3 separate regions of the Mus musculus genome follow, and regions 1 and 2 are each linked to region 3. A link is a contact called in public HiChIP or PLAC-seq data. All regions are on one chromosome and are shown on one strand. Each heading gives the region's core, a stretch centred on a gene start, on an enhancer-like site or on the middle of the called end of the contact. The rest is flanking DNA. Distances are from core to core; before and after follow the strand shown.

The links. HiChIP or PLAC-seq counts read pairs in DNA pulled down with a chosen protein or histone mark.
Region 1: an H3K27ac HiChIP or PLAC-seq map of embryonic stem cells shows a contact between it and region 3, with 8 read pairs. The contact joins the enhancer-like site here to the promoter of Tmem41a in region 3. A contact is called at or near these places in 7 of 39 promoter capture datasets (the 3T3-L1 cell line, HPC-7-derived erythroid cells, hematopoietic stem and progenitor cells and 4 more), 9 of 484 Hi-C or Micro-C datasets (the N1E-115 cell line, Th1 cells, cerebral cortex and 6 more), 12 of 115 datasets of contacts at active chromatin or transcription factors (the SCID.adh cell line, double positive thymocytes, embryonic fibroblasts and 7 more) and 3 of 9 other capture datasets (adipose tissue, liver and pancreatic islet).
Region 2: a contact with region 3 is called in an H3K27ac HiChIP or PLAC-seq map of embryonic stem cells, with 33 read pairs. The contact joins the enhancer-like site here to the promoter of Tmem41a in region 3. A contact is called at or near these places in 1 of 39 promoter capture datasets (neural stem cells), 1 of 15 datasets of contacts at CTCF or cohesin (the NIH/3T3 cell line), 2 of 484 Hi-C or Micro-C datasets (embryonic stem cells and nephron progenitors), 7 of 115 datasets of contacts at active chromatin or transcription factors (the HPC-7 cell line, the SCID.adh cell line, embryonic stem cells and 2 more) and 2 of 9 other capture datasets (adipose tissue and pancreatic islet).

Annotation. Positions count from the first base shown.
Region 1 is chr16:21,986,093-21,989,383 of GRCm38.p6, forward strand. The region is part of intron 1 of Liph (lipase, member H); the gene reads right to left. Among named protein-coding and RNA genes, the nearest start is that of Liph, 7.8 kb to the right of the region's middle. Within about 2 kb of position 2,014, at least 13 of the 459 cell types and tissues checked have an H3K27ac peak or open chromatin away from gene starts, as enhancers often do. A contact at or near this core is called in embryonic stem cells and trophoblast stem cells, where this site is marked.
Region 2 is chr16:21,907,552-21,910,769 of GRCm38.p6, forward strand. Map3k13 (mitogen-activated protein kinase kinase kinase 13) reads left to right here. Exons shown (of 13, transcript NM_172821.3): 7 at 1,114-1,223. Among named protein-coding and RNA genes, the nearest start is that of Map3k13, 17 kb to the left of the region's middle. Within about 2 kb of position 1,475, at least 37 of the 459 cell types and tissues checked have an H3K27ac peak or open chromatin away from gene starts, as enhancers often do. A contact at or near this core is called in embryonic stem cells and epiblast stem cells, where this site is marked.
Region 3 is chr16:21,945,768-21,949,018 of GRCm38.p6, forward strand. It overlaps Tmem41a (transmembrane protein 41a), which reads right to left and starts at 1,785. Exons shown (of 5, transcript NM_025693.4): 1 at 1,601-1,785; 2 at 234-387. The coding sequence starts at 1,719.

The DNA.
Region 1 (3,291 bases), core at 764-3,263, 41 kb after region 3:
TATATAATAAATAAATAAACAAAAACACCAAAAAAAAAAAAAAAGGACGAAGAGGAGGAAGAAGAGGAGAAGGAGGAGGCCACCGCATCAGCAGCAAAAGCAAGGAAAGCAAACTGGCAGGAGATGCAGCTTAGTGGTAAAGCATGGCTAGTGTGAATGACCCTGAGTTCAATCCCTTGTAGAAAAAAAAGAAGAACGAGGAAGAAATGAATGGGAAGGGGAGAGGAGAGGAGGGGGAGGAGCAGGGGGAGGGAAGGGAAGACAGGAATAAGGAGCAAAAGGAGGCAGATGCTTGCTCAAGGCTTCGGTTCAAAGGGCAATGGAGGAGAGTTGGAGACAAACAAAAGCTCAAGTTGCAAGATGATAGAAGTGAGAGCTGGAGTGACGGCTTGGTGGTTAAGGGCACCCAAGTGGCAGCTCACAACTGCCTGGAACTCCAGTTCTAAAGGTTCTGCCATAGGCAGGAGACCCACACACAGTACACATACATATATACACACAGCAACATTCATGCACATTTAAAAAAAAAATGTGGAGGCTAGAGAGATGGCTCCGTGGTTAAAAGCACTCACAGACTGTTACAGAGGACACAGGCTCAGTTCCCAGCACCCACATGTGTTATATTAACCACCTGTGACTAGCTCCAGGAGATTTGAAACCCTCTCCTCACCTCTATTGGCTACTGCATGCATATGGTGAACACACATACACTGAGGAATACAACAAAAATATAAAATCAAATTTAAAGAAAAGGAAAATATATGTGGATGTATGTTAAGATGCAAGAGTTAAATGAAGAGTTTTGAGGCCCTTGGTTTTGGACCTTTGGACCTTTGCAATATTACAGAGGCTTTAGGGAGCTCCTCAGAGATGGAACACACATGCACAGGGCCCTGCATCCAACTCCAGCCACCGAGAGAGAAAAGGCAAAAATGGCAAATACGGGTGACAATTCTAGTTTCCAGACACAACATAACGATCAAGAATTGCAATATTTTAAAAAAGATCTATTTATTTATTATATGTAAGTGCACTGTAGCTGTCTTCAGACACACCAGAGGAGGGAGTCAGATCTCGTTACGGATGGTTGTGAGCCACCATGTGGTTGCTGGGATTTGAACTTAGGACCTTCGGAAGAGCAGTCGAGTGCTCTTACCCACTGAGCCATGTCACCAGCCCAAGAATTGCATTATTTTAAATAGAAATATTTGAAAGCCACTCTGTATGCCACCATCCCACACTTGGCTTCACTTAGGGAGAACAGCTCTGTAGAAAGTGAAGCGCAGCCCCAACACCAAGCTGGGGAGCATCCCCTAGGGTGATGTTAATGCTAGGGAGAAGTTAAGGGGACAGGGATGGAACAGAAGGGGAAGGACATTAACTTCCGACAGGTCCCCCAAAGGCAGGGAACCTTGGGACACACCTATTCTGACTTCTCTCAATGGAAACTTAAGAACCTAACTATCTAGAGACATCTGGGTACTTTTGGTCATGGCATGAATCACAATAATAGTAAAGTCATACACAATGTTCTGGGCCCTGCATCGATGCTGGTATAGTCAGGCATGGTCCTGTAGTAGGTCAACACTTCCATGTCACCCTTCACTTCTTCTTCCTGAAAATGTGTCAGTCAGCTTAGAAAACCCATCCCAGAGCAATAGCTCATGATCTAATTTGTCATCTGATAGTCCCAGAGGTGTGGAATGGGGTCCCAAGCTCTCTGGGTCTTATCCATCTGTAAAACTAAGGAGGGTTGTTGTTGGGTTTTTTTGCTGTTGTTTGTTTTTGTTTGTTTTGTTTGTTTGTTTGTTTGTTTGTTTTCAACACAGGGTTTTTCTGTGTAGTCCTGGCTGTCCTGAAACTCGCTCTGTAGACCAGGCTGGCCTTGAACTCAGAAATCTGCCTGCCTCTGCCTCCCAAGTGCTGGGATTAAAGGCGTGTACCACCACCTCCCAGCTAAAGCTACCTTTTGTTCCAGTCTGTGTGACCTACACGGATGGCCTGGAAAGTAGTGTTGTTTTTCACGTGCTGCGGATGTGTGCAAGAGAGGAATGTGGCTGGAATTAACCCTGAATGAGCTCATCCTGGGGAAGTCAGATGTTTCTTTACCTAACTACTAGGTCTGTTAACCTTAGGAGCCCTGAACTGTAGACCTATGGGTTAGAAGCCACATATTCCCCCTGGGTCCTTGAGGACAGGAAGCTAGTGAGCTGAAGGCTATAATGAGAACTTGCTACAGGGGGGTGGGGGTGGGGAATCTGTAGAAAGCTCAGTGGACGTCACCATGCCACCTGGCAGGCTGCCTGCCCTTTAACCCCATCTATCATAGCTTATCTGAAACAGAAGAAATTATACCTGTCGTTTCTGGATTATTTTGGAATTCATTTACACTGAAATAGCATATCCTGTGGAATTAGAATGAAAATGGTCCCAACTGGCTATTTGCATGCTTAGTCCCCAATTGGTGAACTATTTGGGAAGGTTTAGGAAGTGTGACCTTGTTGGAGGAAATGTGTCACTGGAGGTGGGTTTTAAGGTTTCAAAAGTTCATGCATGCCAGGTCCAATCTCTCTCTCTCTTTCTCTCTCTCTCTCCCTCCTTCTCTCCCTCCTTCCCCCCTTTCTGTGCCTGCTGCCTGTGGATCAGGATATAAAGCTCTGAGCTATTGCTCCAACACTGCCTGTATGCTTCTTGCCATGATAATGAACTAAGCTCTGAAACTGTAAGCAAGCTCCCATTTCAATGCTTTCTTTTATAAGACTTGCCTTGCCATGGGGTGTCTTCACAGCAATAGAACAGTGAGTAAGACACACCTCTATCCCATGGAGGCTGTCCACTCACAAGTCACTTGGTCTTAGGGGTTCACCATCAATCTGTCTGAAATAGTCCCTGAACTGTGTTGGGACTGATGTTTGCTCTACCCAGTCTTTCTAACCCTTCCTCTCTCGGGGCCCAGCCCCAAAGCATGCTGGGAGGTCTTCCTGCCCACTCTTCCCTCCTTCCCTGGATCCATCAACTGTACTCCTGTCAATAGAGCTCTTGGGTTTGTGGTTTCTTCGTTTGGTTGGTTGGTTTGGTTTGATTATTTTTTAATTACACCAATGAGGCACACAGGACATGTGTATCATTGTGTGGAGGTAAGAAGGCACATTAGTTGGCTCTCTCCTCCCACTATGGTGGAACTCTGGTTACCAGGCTTGGCAGCAAGTGCTTTTAACCACTGAGCCATCTCACTAGTTCCCTTGGTTTGGATTTTTGAGACAAGGTAGCATTATACAATCCAGGCTGGCT
Region 2 (3,218 bases), core at 225-2,724, 39 kb before region 3:
TGGAACCTAGGGCCTCTCAGGTGCTGGGCAATCACTCTCCCACCAGCTCTACCTTAGACTTTATTGTTGGTGTTTTGTTTTATTTTGTTTTGTTTTTATACAAGGTCTTGCTAAGTTGCCCAGGCTGGCCTTGAACTCCCTCTATAGCACAGACAGATCTTGAACATGGGATTCTTCCTGCCTCATTATCTAAATAGCTGGGCTTGTAGGCCGGCACCACGGGCCCAGCTTAGAACTGAACCATTAGTACTAACTTTCATAGTAGACATATGGCTTTTTCTCACTTAATGTTATTAAGTTTCTAAAATGAATTTTTCTGACTCGAATTCCATCTCTGCAGTGGCTCCCAATATTATTTCAAAGATTTATTGTCAGAAGAGACAGTTTATTACATATATTTATTGACTAAAAATTAAATGCAAAAATAAATGTTAGGGTAGGGGCAGATGCAGAGACCCACAGCCAAACATTAGACGGAGCTTAGGGAATCCTAGTGAGAAAGGGAGGAGGAATTGTAGGAGCCAGGGAGGTTGAAGAAACCACGAGAACGTGGCCCACAGAATCAACTAAGCAGAGCTCACAGGGCCTCCCAGGGGCCTATGTAGGTCTGACCTGTCCGTATGTGTCATGGTTGTGTACTTGACATTCTCATGGGACTCCTAACAGTGCAAGCAGGGGCTGTGTCTCTCTGGGATGCTGGGCTTCTGAGCTTCTCTTGGGTTTTTGTCCTAAGCAAAGCCAGTGTGACAGCGGACGTGAAGATGACTCAGAACCTCCCAGACCTGTGAACCTCCGTCAGCAGGACTTTCTTTCTGCCTCCATACTCCCTTGCCGTCAGCTGATCACTTTTGTCCAGATCACTGTACCCTGTGCTGTTCTGATGGCCACTGCTGTGGAGAAACTGGAAAAGAGACAGCACTGTGTCAGGACAGAGGGTGGGGTGGGGATGTTTGGGGTTTGATTTGGCACTTCTGGCACTCCCCTGCCGGAGCTCTTGTAGGAAGTTTGGGGAAAGCATGCAGAGGCACAGAAGGAAATGCCTTGCACACGGTCCTATGGACCCGTCAGGGAAGGAAACTACAACATTCACAAAATTAAACTTTCCTCACTCAGGCTGAATGGAGAGAAGAAGTGAAGAAACATTTTGAGAAAATCAAAAGTGAAGGGACCTGTATACACCGATTAGATGAAGAACTGATTCGCCGGCGCAGGGAGGAGCTCAGGTCAGCTGACCCCGCCCCTCTTCTCACCCCAGTGCTCTGGTCAGCTGACCCCGCCCCTCTTCTCACCCCAGTGCTCAGGTCAGCTGACCCCGCCCCTCTTCTCACCCCAGTGCTCAGGTCAGCTGACCCCGCCCCTCTTCTCACCCCAGTGCTCAGGTCAGCTGACCCCGCCCCTCTTCTCACCCCAGTGCTCAGGTCAGCTGACCCCGCCCCTCTTCTCACCCCAGTGCTCAGGTCAGCTGACCCCGCCCCTCTTCTCACCCTAAGGTTCAGACATGAGCAGGAACACTGGTGAATCGCCACTTCCTTCTCCCTCATCTTTCCCCTAGCTTTCTCAGTTGCTCAGATTTGGCCTTCCCGGGGAGTCTGAAAAGGCTGATCTCAAAGAAGCAGAGACTAGGATGGTGCTTGCTGTAGACTGGGAGGTTGTGCAGAGGGATGGGCGGGGGAGGGGGGAGAAGCTGACTAATGGATGCTGTTATAATTAGAAGAAAGTTCTTCAATTCTCGTCACGACAGGTAAAGATAATAGCTTAATAGCTCACCTCGCTTCCTCCCTCACTCGGAGTCGTTTGTTTGCTTATTTGAGGCAAGGTCTCTCTGTGTGGTCCTTGCTAGCTTGGGTCTTAGTATGTAGATTATGCTGCTAGAAATCACTGGAGCCTGCCTTCCTCTGCCTCCTGGATACGAGGATTGTAGGCCCGAGCCACCACACTTAAACTTTGGGATTTCTTTTTTTCTTCTTCTTTTTTAATTTTGAATTAAAGAAGCTTAGAAGAACGGATTTGGAATATTTCCAGCATAAAGAAATGATCATTGTTGGAGGAGACTACCATGGTTACCCTGATTTTTTCCCACTTTTATTATTTTAAATTATATTTGAGTCTGTGTATGACCACATGAGTGTGGACGCCCACAGAGGCCAGGCGTATCACATGTCCTGGAGCACAGGTGGTTGTAAGCCACCTGATGGGGTGCTGGGATCTGAACTCCGGTCCTCTGGAAGAGCATTTATCCAGTACATGCATTTATCTGCTGAACCATCTCTCCAGTCCCTGATTGGAACACTGTACAACAAATACATATATCAGAATATCACTTGGTACCTTGTAAATACATACAACTTTCGTGTGAGTTAAAAAAAAATGATTAACAACAACAACAACAACAAAAACGATTAACAAAAGCCGGGCATGGTGGCGCACTCCTTTAATCCCAGCGCTCGGGAGGCAGAGGCAGGCGGATTTCTGAGTTCGAGGCCAGCCTGGTCTACAAAGTGAGTTCCAGGACAGCCAGGGCTATACAGAGAAACCCTGTCTCAAAAAAACAAAAAACAAAAAACAAAAAAACAAAAGAAAAAAATAAAAAGATTAACATATGAACAACAGAAGCTTACCCTGTAGTTAGCAATGGTTCAGTGACAAGGTCTTGCCACAGGAGTATGAGGAACTGAATTCGAATTCCCAGATCCCATTCAAAGCAGGCCATGGCAGCTGTGACCCAAGAGCTCCTGGGGCAAGATGGGAGGCAGTGACAGGAGGCTCCCAGAAGCTTCTGAGTCAGCCAGCCTGGGGTGTGCAGTGCAGAGGCAAGCAGGGACCCCTGCTCAGCACTAGGTGAGGATCGACAGCTGAGGTTGACCTTGGACCTCCACATGGACACCATGGTCCATGTACACCCACACACATAGCTTCCTTCATGTGTAACTCTTTACCGCCTCTCAACTGTTTCCCACCTGTAGGGTCCTTTACCACAGAGAGTCTTAGAGCACTTCCACTGTTCTCAGTGCCGTGGGAGGCCAGGAGTTTATAAGCTCTAGCTCCTGGCCTCCACTGTAATAGGCAGTTAGGTCTCTATAAAAAAAAAAAGCCATAGATTTAGCAATTTATAAACAGAAGAAATGTACTGCTCGTGGTTCTGAAGGTGGAGCAGTTTAACCTCAAAGCTTCAGGAAACTCAGCAATTCCCAGCACTTGGGAGGCAGAGGCAGGCGGAT
Region 3 (3,251 bases), core at 535-3,034:
CGCTGTGCTCGGATAGGTCTAAGCAGAATCTGGGGTAGAATTAGATACTGGGGAGGAGAGAGAGGCAGGACAGTAGGAAGCTTGCAATATCAGTAAGTACCCAGTGCCCACTCGTGCCCGCCTCTTCACACCCACGGTTTCTTCATCCTGCCACTCGGCTAAAGGGGTTTCTGGGGGAGCAGTCACAGTTTGCAGAGAAGGAAACCCAGTTGGAGAGAGGGCAGGACACTGACCAGGAAGCTGGAGCCAGGGATGGCAAAGCCCTGCTTGTAGAGGTAGGCACTGCAAAAGAGCAGGAACACATAGGCCTGGTGCTCTTTCCGGTACTCTCGAAGAACTTCAGAGAGCTCCCGCAGCTCTGCCAGATCGGAGGGGAACCACAGCGACCTAGAGTTTGGGAAATCAGGTGGAGGCGTGGGTTCCAGAGAAAGTTCGAAGTGTGTCTTCCTTGCAGAGTTAAGTTTGTAAACAGGTCATCTGGCCACCAGACATTGAAAGAACTCAAGATGACAGCTGACCCAAGATAAAACAACAGAGGCAGACAGGAGAGCCCTGGAGTGGGAACAAGTGCCCTGGGCTGGCACCCTCACTCTACAGTGTTCCTGTTGTGTGACCTTGGAGTGACCACGGGTCTTGTTTTCCTTGCCTAAAAAGGGTCTGGTGCTGGATAACCACTACACACCCTCTTCACTTATTTAGGGGTTTTAAGATGGAACCCCACAGCCTCCACCATGCTGAGAGCATCGGCTCCAGCACTGACTTGCATCCTCGGTCTCTTTTTATCTTGTCCGAAGACACAAGTATATTCATCTCCAGGCAACTGCATATCATCATGAATTGCCGTCCTTTCTAGGAGACCCTCTCCCAAGCAAACACACAACTATTTAGACAGCATGTTACCCAGATGTACTAGGCAAAAAACAACAATTTCATCACTTTAAAAGAATCCCCGTGGACACATACCTCCCATCATAATAAATACAGCTTTCTTGATAACATGGCTGGAGGCCAACCCTTTCCGAGAGCCTCCCTCTTCACCCTGCGCTAGGCCTGGTACACCGTGGATCCCGTCCAAAGGTCACAGAACAAAGACTACCCTGCCTCTGCCATCTCAACAGTTCTTTGCTCCAGCAGAGATAAACTATGAGCAAGCCCCTCCTAGTTCTCATGAGTACCTCTGACATCCACAAGAGAGTTTTTTCAGCTCCACAAAAAGACAATGGTAACTGAAAACAACTCGAATGCAGTTAACGCCTCTTGGTAATGCGGCAACGTGCCAGACACACTCTATGCACTTTCAAAGTAATAAGCAGCAGTCGGAAACCCGACCGACAAGCCTTCTGCCTCGCCCAGCTGTCATGGGAAGCAGAGACAGGCAGGAAGAGGGCAAACTGGATCATAGCCTCGTCACTCCAAGTCCGGGCTGCACCTCTGAAGACTGGCTGCTGTGGTAATTGGGTTGAGGAAGGAGAGCCACGGTAGCCGAGATGGCTGGGGCTGGAAGGCGACCGCGTGTGCAGAGAAGTGCAAGGGCCCCCGAGGCATCACTGCCAACCCTCCGACCTCCTCCCAGGCCACCGCCCGGTGTCCTCCCTCTCACCGGCCTTCGGGCTCCCCGGCCGCCGCCAGCCTCGGCCCCAAGGGCAGCCGCGTGGAGAGCAGGTATAATGCGAAGGTGCAGCCTCCGAATACGAGGAGCAAGCCGAGCAGCGCGCGCATGCCGCGGCCTGGCCGGAGAGCGCGCTCCCCCCGTGGCAACGCAGAGCCCTCCCCGTGCGCCGACTGGGCGGGCGGAGCGCGTTCTTGGACGGGCAGGGCGTGGCCCTCGCAAAGCTCCGCCCTCGGCCCGCCGCAGGCCCCGCCCCCGCCAGGGACTGATCGCTCTAGTCTAAAGTGCTCCTGCTGGCTCTACACTGAACACCTCCAACGCCTTCCCTGTGACAGAGCTGGGAGATCTGGGGCTGAGTTGTGAGCCTGCCACAACCTAGCTTGCAGCATGGCGGTCAGTCTTGTCCACAGTCTGTCCCACAAAGCAAATGAAGCCAACAAATGTGAGACTGACACCGATGGTTGTGGAAAGAAGGTAATGACCACCACAGAAATAAACAGACATGCCTTCTATTCAGTACCTGAAGTGTGCTCATTATCCCCAGTACTCATAAACACATTTCAGTGTGCCTCAACGGATGAAAACGCTTACTGCCATAACTCTTGTGTAGGAGCTAGCGTGCACACACTAGCTGTAACACACATCTGAGTCTTAGAAAGAGTCTGTGGTGCTAGACATGGTGTTCATGTGACTGACCCCAGCACTTGAAGAGAAGGAAGGCCCAGGGTTCAGTCATCTTTAAATACTAAGCAAAAATTCAGAAAGGGGCAGGGTAGCCGGGTAGTGAGAATGACATCTCTCAAAAAGAAAACCCAGATTCAAAACTCCAAAACTAGTGTGGTCCTTGCACTGTGTGGAGTCTGAAAGAGGTGAGCACTGCGTTTACTCTCTGGATGAGCAAGCAGAGGGGCAAGTGAGATGGCCCTAAGTAAGGCAACCTTCAGGGAAGCCGAAGGTTTGGGAGAAATGAATGGCTATTGTCCACTTGGAGAGTGCTAGAAGATAGTTTGGGCAAGGGACCCCAGGAAACTGTGGGGAGATGAGCCTGGCAGCATTCAGTAAGAACCATTCTGCTAGGCAGACATCGTGTTGTGTGTTTGCAGTCCCAGCACATGGAACCCTGAGGCAGAATGGAGACTGAAGACAGCCTGGGGTTACAGTGACAAACTGTCTTCAAAAAACAGGGAGGAGGAGAAAAGGAGGGACAGTGTCCGTTCTCCTTTGAGAATGTCAGAGCAAGTGGTTAGAGTAGGCTCCAAGTTAACAGTAAATACCTCAGGTTGCGGGGAGGGAGGGACGGAAAGGACCACGGCAGTGGGAACAGGGCAAAAGGGACAGGCTGCACAGTGGGGATGAGAAGTGACAGCACATAGGACCGACCCATTGGGTGAGTTCTTCAGAGTCAAAAGGCATGAAGCACTTCAGAGCACTTCTTTGGTTCAAACAGGGAGCATGCATCAAAGACCTAGCAAGTTGACATCCAAGAACTGAACCCACAAATATGCTTGGCCTTGTTTTGATATCAAGGGACTGGGAGCAACCCAAATGTCGATCATCTCAGGACTCGGAGGTTAAGGGGCAGTTTTACATATTCTGAGCTGGTATCGTGTCGTGGTTTGAGTAGAAGGGCCCCCATAGATAG